2 separate regions of the Mus musculus genome follow, and region 1 is linked to region 2. The links are chromatin contacts, called in public Hi-C maps. All regions are on one chromosome and are shown on one strand. Each heading gives the region's core, a stretch centred on a gene start, on an enhancer-like site or on the middle of the called end of the contact. The rest is flanking DNA. Distances are from core to core; before and after follow the strand shown.

Region 1 (3,051 bases), core at 319-2,818, 110 kb before region 2:
CATCAACAAATAGATTGAAATTTTGTAAAATAATTTAAAAGGCAAAATTAAAAAGTAAAATTATTCTCTAGTTCTATGCACTACAAAAGCATAGAAATTACATCCAATCCAATAGCTAGGATTTCTAAACACAATCTCACACTAAAAGAAACAGGCTGATGAGATAGCTCAGCAGGTAAAAGCACTTGCCACACAAGTGAAATGGCCTAAATTCAATTATTTGAATCCACACAAGAAAGCCAGGTGCACCAGGCGCACACCTTTAATCAAAGCGCTTGGGAGGCAAAGGCAGGCACATCTCTGAGAGTTCGAGGACAGCCTGGTTTACACAGAGAAACCCTGTGCAGTGGGGGACAAAAAAGAAAACCAGATGCAATGTTGTGTATCTATAATCTCAACACTCCTACAACTAGAAAGGAGGAAAACTGTCTCAAAAGAACTGGGCTAACTAGAACAAGAGAAACAGCAAGACCTTGCCAGAAGGTAGGAAGTGACTCCTAGAAGTTATACGCATACATACACACATACACACAGGAATAATAACATTTAAATTTCTTTTTAAAAGGAAGAATCCATAAAGCAGTGACAGCTTACATATCCAAGATAAAAAATGTGTAAGTATGCTGTCACAGCACAAAGAAAGCACATTTTCAAGTTATTTCTCATGGACTCATTAAAAGGACTCAAGAAACTGGTAGAACCACCAATAAAACATCAGACAATCTGAGTATCTACAAAAATAAAAATAGCAAAAAGCTTTTAAAAAAAAAGACTTAAAAACATCAAATGCTTATAAATCTAAATCCATTACTTAGCATAAGGATTTAAGAACAGCTTATCAGCTACCATACAAAGATGCTGGATTCCCAATTTACCATTTCAAATCCGCTAGCTGAAGACAAATTGTCTATAGAGTTTATTCCACCTTTCCTTACAGGAGCTGTTTCAGATTAACCAATTGTAGCTGACTAGCAAGCAGTTCAGGGATTAGGAAAAAAAAAAGAAGGAGGAGGAAGAAGGAGGAAGAAGGAGGAAGAAGAAAAAGGAGGAGGAGGAGGAGGAGGAGGAGAAGGAGGAGAAAGGAGAAAGGAGGAGGAGGGAGTAGGAGGAGGGAAGAGGAGGGAAGAGAAGGAGAAGGAGGAAAGGAGGAGAAGGAAAAGAAGACGACCTCCCAAAATCTGTATCTTTTTTCAAATACTAGTACCCTACTGCTGACCAGAAGCCGAACCAGCAACATAATTTAATTTAACACTTACTTTGTATTCTGTAATGTGAAAAACATGTAAGAAAGGCTGCTTTTTCCTTTTCCCTTTTACATTACTGGGCATTGAACACAGGATCTCATGCATGCTACAGACAAGGTCTTTATGACTGAGCTATCTCCCCACTATCTTTTCACTTTTTATTTTGAGGCAGGTTCTCAATGATTTATCTAAGCTGGCTTGGTAAACCAGCAGCTGAAAGATTTCCTTTTTACTGTGATAAGCGATGCTCTGGAGACATGTCTGACTTGCACAGGAGTTATGTGTGTCACAGTTTTAAGCAGATGTTCTTGGCACTGAGCACCCACCACAGCAACAATGCAGCTTGTGCAGTTAACGCTAACATCTTTATGCTTGTCCACGTCTCAACTGTGAATGAAGCCATGGACAGCTGTACACTACCAGGAAAGTTTTGACAAGTTTTACTTTCTGTAAAGGTTTGTGCTTTATGATAGGAAATGATAATCTACTGTCTACATATATCCCATACATTTATAACATTTTTAACTTTTTCTAAGTTCTAAAAATAGTTTTAGGCAATACTCTTATAAGACTTTCTTAAACTCACAATTCCAAATGTGTGTTTTCAAAGCATCAACTATAATTGTTAATGGAGGGATCTCTCTACAGGCATAGTCCAGTTAATAAACAATAATGATGAGAGCATGTGTGCTCAGACTTAGCACTGTTCCATATTCAGCACTCCTGTAAGAAAATCTAATCATCTTCCAATTCCAGAAAACATAAATAGAAGGGAAACATGAGAGCATGAGGATGGAGTTCTCAAAGAACACTCTGAAGAGGAGAAAATAAAGATAAAGCTTTATAACAAAAGACACTTGGAAAATACCAGCCAGTTGCTCTGTAGATATTATTTAGATAGCTATATATTTCAACCAAACACTATAAAAATTGGGGACAAATGGAGACATGTCATCAACAACTAGCTATTTAAAGATATCAGTGACATTAGAGATTTTTTTAAATCTCATCTTTTAAAAATACATTTAATACTATGGCTGAAGCAAAATATTTGTATCTTAAATAATTCAGGAGTCGGTAGGGTTTGCAAAGAAAAAAGAAAGCCACCTATTGATGGCTCATAGGTTACACAGTATTTCCTATAATCTTCTTGATTTCCCTTATCTTCTTCTGTATTTGTGTTCTCAATTTTTTTAACTACAGTAATAAGACACAATATATATTTATATGTAAATTTAATACTGCTAGCCCACTCCAGTATTATGGAGATGCTAATATTTTTGTAGAGATCATGGATTCTCTTTTAATCTAGATTAGAAACCAATACTCGGGTATATATTAACTCTGGGTTTGACAGTCTTCAACAAATCCCACCTTTTAAAAAAAAATCTAGTGTTGAATTCGTATGAATGTACCTACTAAGATTTTCTAACTAAAATAATAAAAATTTCTGGTGTAAATATGAGGTTCTCAGTCTTTGGGTTTTTTGTTTGCTTTGTCTTGTTTTGGAGACAGGGTTTCTCTGTGAAGCCCGGCTGTTCAGGAACTTACTCTGTAGACCAGGCTGGCCTCAAACGCGAAGGATCTGCCTGTCTCTGTCTCTGCCTCCGGGGTGCTGGGATTTAAGGACTGTGCTACCACTACCCAGCCTCAGATAGTCTTAAATATCTTGAGTAGCTTCATTTTTATACATTCTTAAAATCAGATAAGGAAGAGATATAAACTTGCAATCTATTAAGCTATTAAGTAATATGTTATGCAGAAAACACACATGCAAAGATATGTCTAAGCAGTTCATTTAAAAAGT
Region 2 (3,024 bases), core at 424-2,923:
ATGGGAATGTGAGCAAAACCTGCAGCAAGGGAACCTGGATCAGTCACTGCATGGGGCTAGCCAAGGAAGCAGCAGGGTTGCTGGGGCAGAGAGTAGCTGAGTATAGTGCAGGGTGGTGACATTCTTTAATACTTTTCACAACATTTCTACTGTGGGGCTTTGGTACTGAAAGTCAGGTGGTAGGTATGTGACACTTTTATCAGCTGAACCACCTTACTGCCTCTGTTTACTATTTTATATTCATATTCATGCTTTAAATTTTTGCTTTGTGCTTCATTCCTGGCAGTAGCAATTTTGCTATATAAAAGCATTGTTTTTCCGACTCAATGTGCCCTAAAATTACCTGGAGTGTTTGCTTCAGCCAGTCTGAGACAAAGCCCCTGATTCTATAGGGAACTCCCAGTGAAGCTGGAGACTTTCCTGGAGACAGCTGAGGAGCTGCCTCCTGTAGCGCGTATGGTCTTCCTCTCTAGCCCACCCTTACCTTGGAAGGGAGCTACTTCTGCTCTTCAGCCTAAAACTGAAAAGTCAAACTTTGGGTGGTTAACTGATCTCCTTACATACTCTGCCTTTAAATCAGAAAAATTAAACAGAAGTCAAGTGTAGACTTTAAAGACAACCAGACACATGACCCACATTTTCCATAGTGACCCAGACTTTTCGTGACCTTTCATTTCAACAACCTTCCCACAACTTGAGCTCTTGTTAATTAGCAAGATTTAAAAATAATGTTATCACTGGAAAGTTGTGTTATCTTTTGATCTTGCACATTAGTAAAATCCCCTTAGAAAGCTTTTTGTAGTGATCTGTATCAAGAGATACTCAGCTTGCTTATACCAGAATTGTTTTAATATTTAACCTATAGCGTCACTCTTGATAATTGATTATAAATAACTTGTTTTGTTTAATAGATATTTGTTGAAAGCAACCATGGGCTTTTCACTATAATAGATAATAAATTACTGAAGGAGAAAGGTGCTTGCTACAAAGATATCCATTCACTCTTAACTCAAGGGAACAGCAACAAACTCAATCTTTAGCAGCAGGGTAAGTTTGGACATAATAAAAACTTGAGACATTAAAATGCCAAGTAGATTGTGACACTATAAAGAAATATAGTGAAAAATCACAGAGGCAAGAAATGAAAAAAGGACAGAATTCTAGGTGTTCAGTGTGATTATGTAATGTTTTGATAAATAAAATATTGATGGCTACACATGGTAGTGCATGTCTGCAATCCCAATGCCAAGGGGGTGGGAGGTGGAGGCAGGATTGCAAGTTTGAGGTCAGCCTGAACTGTACAACCAGACTCTTTCTCAAAAACAAACAGCTAAAATGCAAATACACACACACACACACACACACACACACACACACACTATACTGTAGAGAAAGAAATCACACACACACACACACACACACACACACACACACACACACACTGTAATATAAGGCCAACCCCCTCACCACACACAAGGTACTGTAGAGATAGAAAGCCCACACACACTCACACATGAATGATGTCCTATGGTGCCAGATCCTTTAAGGGTTCATTTTTCTTCTTAGCTATTGATGCAACTCATGACAGCTTTCCTTACACCCCCAGACCTCCTTGTCCTTGCTGCCTGTGTGGCTAGCTTTACTTCCTGTCTCTGCACCTGCAAGTGGTAGACAGTGGGCAGCAATGTACAGCTGTTTTCAGAGATGAGACTAACACGGTTTTCCCCAGAGGCTACCATATGCTATACATTTGCCTCAAAAGCTATGTTGTTGCCTCAAACTCAGAAAGATGAAAACCAGACAGTAGGGCATTAAAAAAAAAGTTTTTCTTTTGTTTTTAAAATTTTAATAATTTAATTACATCATTTCCCCCTTATATCCGTGTGTGTGTGTCTAATCTCCTTTTTGTTTGGCTTTTGCTTTTGTTTTTTATTTGTTTTATTTTGAGACAGGGTCTCACTATGTTGCCCTGGTTGTCCCGAAACTTGCTGTGTAGATCAGGCTGGTCTTGAACTCACAGCAATCCAACTGCCTCCGCCTCCCAAGTGCTGAGATTAAATGCATGTGCCACATGCTGAGCTACATATTCCTAAATATAGCCTGCTTAATCTGCATGTTACTTGCACGTATGTTTCAGGGCTGATCATTTGTATTCAGAAGACTACTTCTTCCACTCTGAGGCTTTCTTTTCAAAGCTATTTTTGTTCTGAAGTTATTTGTATTTCCTCCTACTTTTGCTTTAATTGTATTTTTTTTTTGAAGTTTGGTATTCATTTATAAACACAAGTTCACTCATACTTATGTCTACCCAACACTGAAATCACTAACTAGGTCCTCAGTCTGTCACATTCCTAGAATTGCTGTTAAGAGTGAAGAGACAACCGGGCGTGGTGGCGCTCGCCTTTAATCCCAGCACTCGGGAGGCAGAGGCAGGCGGATTTCTGAGTTGGAGGCCAGCCTGGTCTACAAAGTGAGTTCCAGGACAGCCAGGGCTACACAGAGAAACCCTGTCTCGAAAAAAAAAAAAAAAAAAACAGAAAAAAAAAAAAAAAAGAGTGAAGCGGCTGGGGTGGCAAACGGCCTGAAGGCCAAGGTGAAACATTCTTGTTCTTTATACTTGTTGTGTGGCAGAGGCCACAGTACTGACCCAGGATGGAGGTAGAGAGTGGAGGAGAAGAGACAGGATTCTGGAAATGAGGCTACTGGGCGTCATCACCTTATTCTTGTCTTTGTGTGAGCAAGACCTTTCTCTATCTTCCAAGAATTTTTTTTTTAATGCCTTGCTGCCTGGTTTTATTCTTTCTGGGTTTGGGGTAACAGAATGGATGGTACTTTTGTCAAATACCCGCACAGTATCTGGCAGCCTCTGGAGGAAACCTGGTAAGTTTTTTCTCTGAAAATAGCTACATCTGTGAAGTATCTGACCGGAAGCAGAGTAGCAAGGAAAAAAAAAAAAAGCCACTGCAATGTATATATGCTACAGCTGTCAGCTAAAGAACGAACCATCAGATAGCCAATGAAAGG

What was found. Hi-C and Micro-C count contacts between places; a contact is called where the count stands out from the background.
Region 1: a contact with region 2 is called in a Hi-C map of the G1E-ER4 cell line, with 1.7 times the contacts expected there. The contact joins two enhancer-like sites. A contact is called at or near these places in 1 of 15 datasets of contacts at CTCF or cohesin (CD8 T cells), 8 of 484 Hi-C or Micro-C datasets (the Ba/F3 cell line, the G1E-ER4 cell line, the HPC-7 cell line and 3 more), 2 of 115 datasets of contacts at active chromatin or transcription factors (embryonic stem cells and large pre-B cells) and 2 of 9 other capture datasets (adipose tissue and liver).

Annotation. Positions count from the first base shown.
Region 1 is chr11:21,285,013-21,288,063 of GRCm38.p6, reverse strand. The region is part of intron 7 of Vps54 (VPS54 GARP complex subunit); the gene reads right to left. Among named protein-coding and RNA genes, the nearest start is that of Vps54, 48 kb to the right of the region's middle. Within about 2 kb of position 1,568, at least 2 of the 459 cell types and tissues checked have an H3K27ac peak or open chromatin away from gene starts, as enhancers often do. A contact at or near this core is called in the G1E-ER4 cell line, where this site is marked.
Region 2 is chr11:21,179,445-21,182,468 of GRCm38.p6, reverse strand. No RefSeq gene overlaps it. Among named protein-coding and RNA genes, the nearest start is that of Vps54, 58 kb to the left of the region's middle. Within about 2 kb of position 1,673, at least 71 of the 459 cell types and tissues checked have an H3K27ac peak or open chromatin away from gene starts, as enhancers often do. A contact at or near this core is called in the G1E-ER4 cell line, where this site is marked.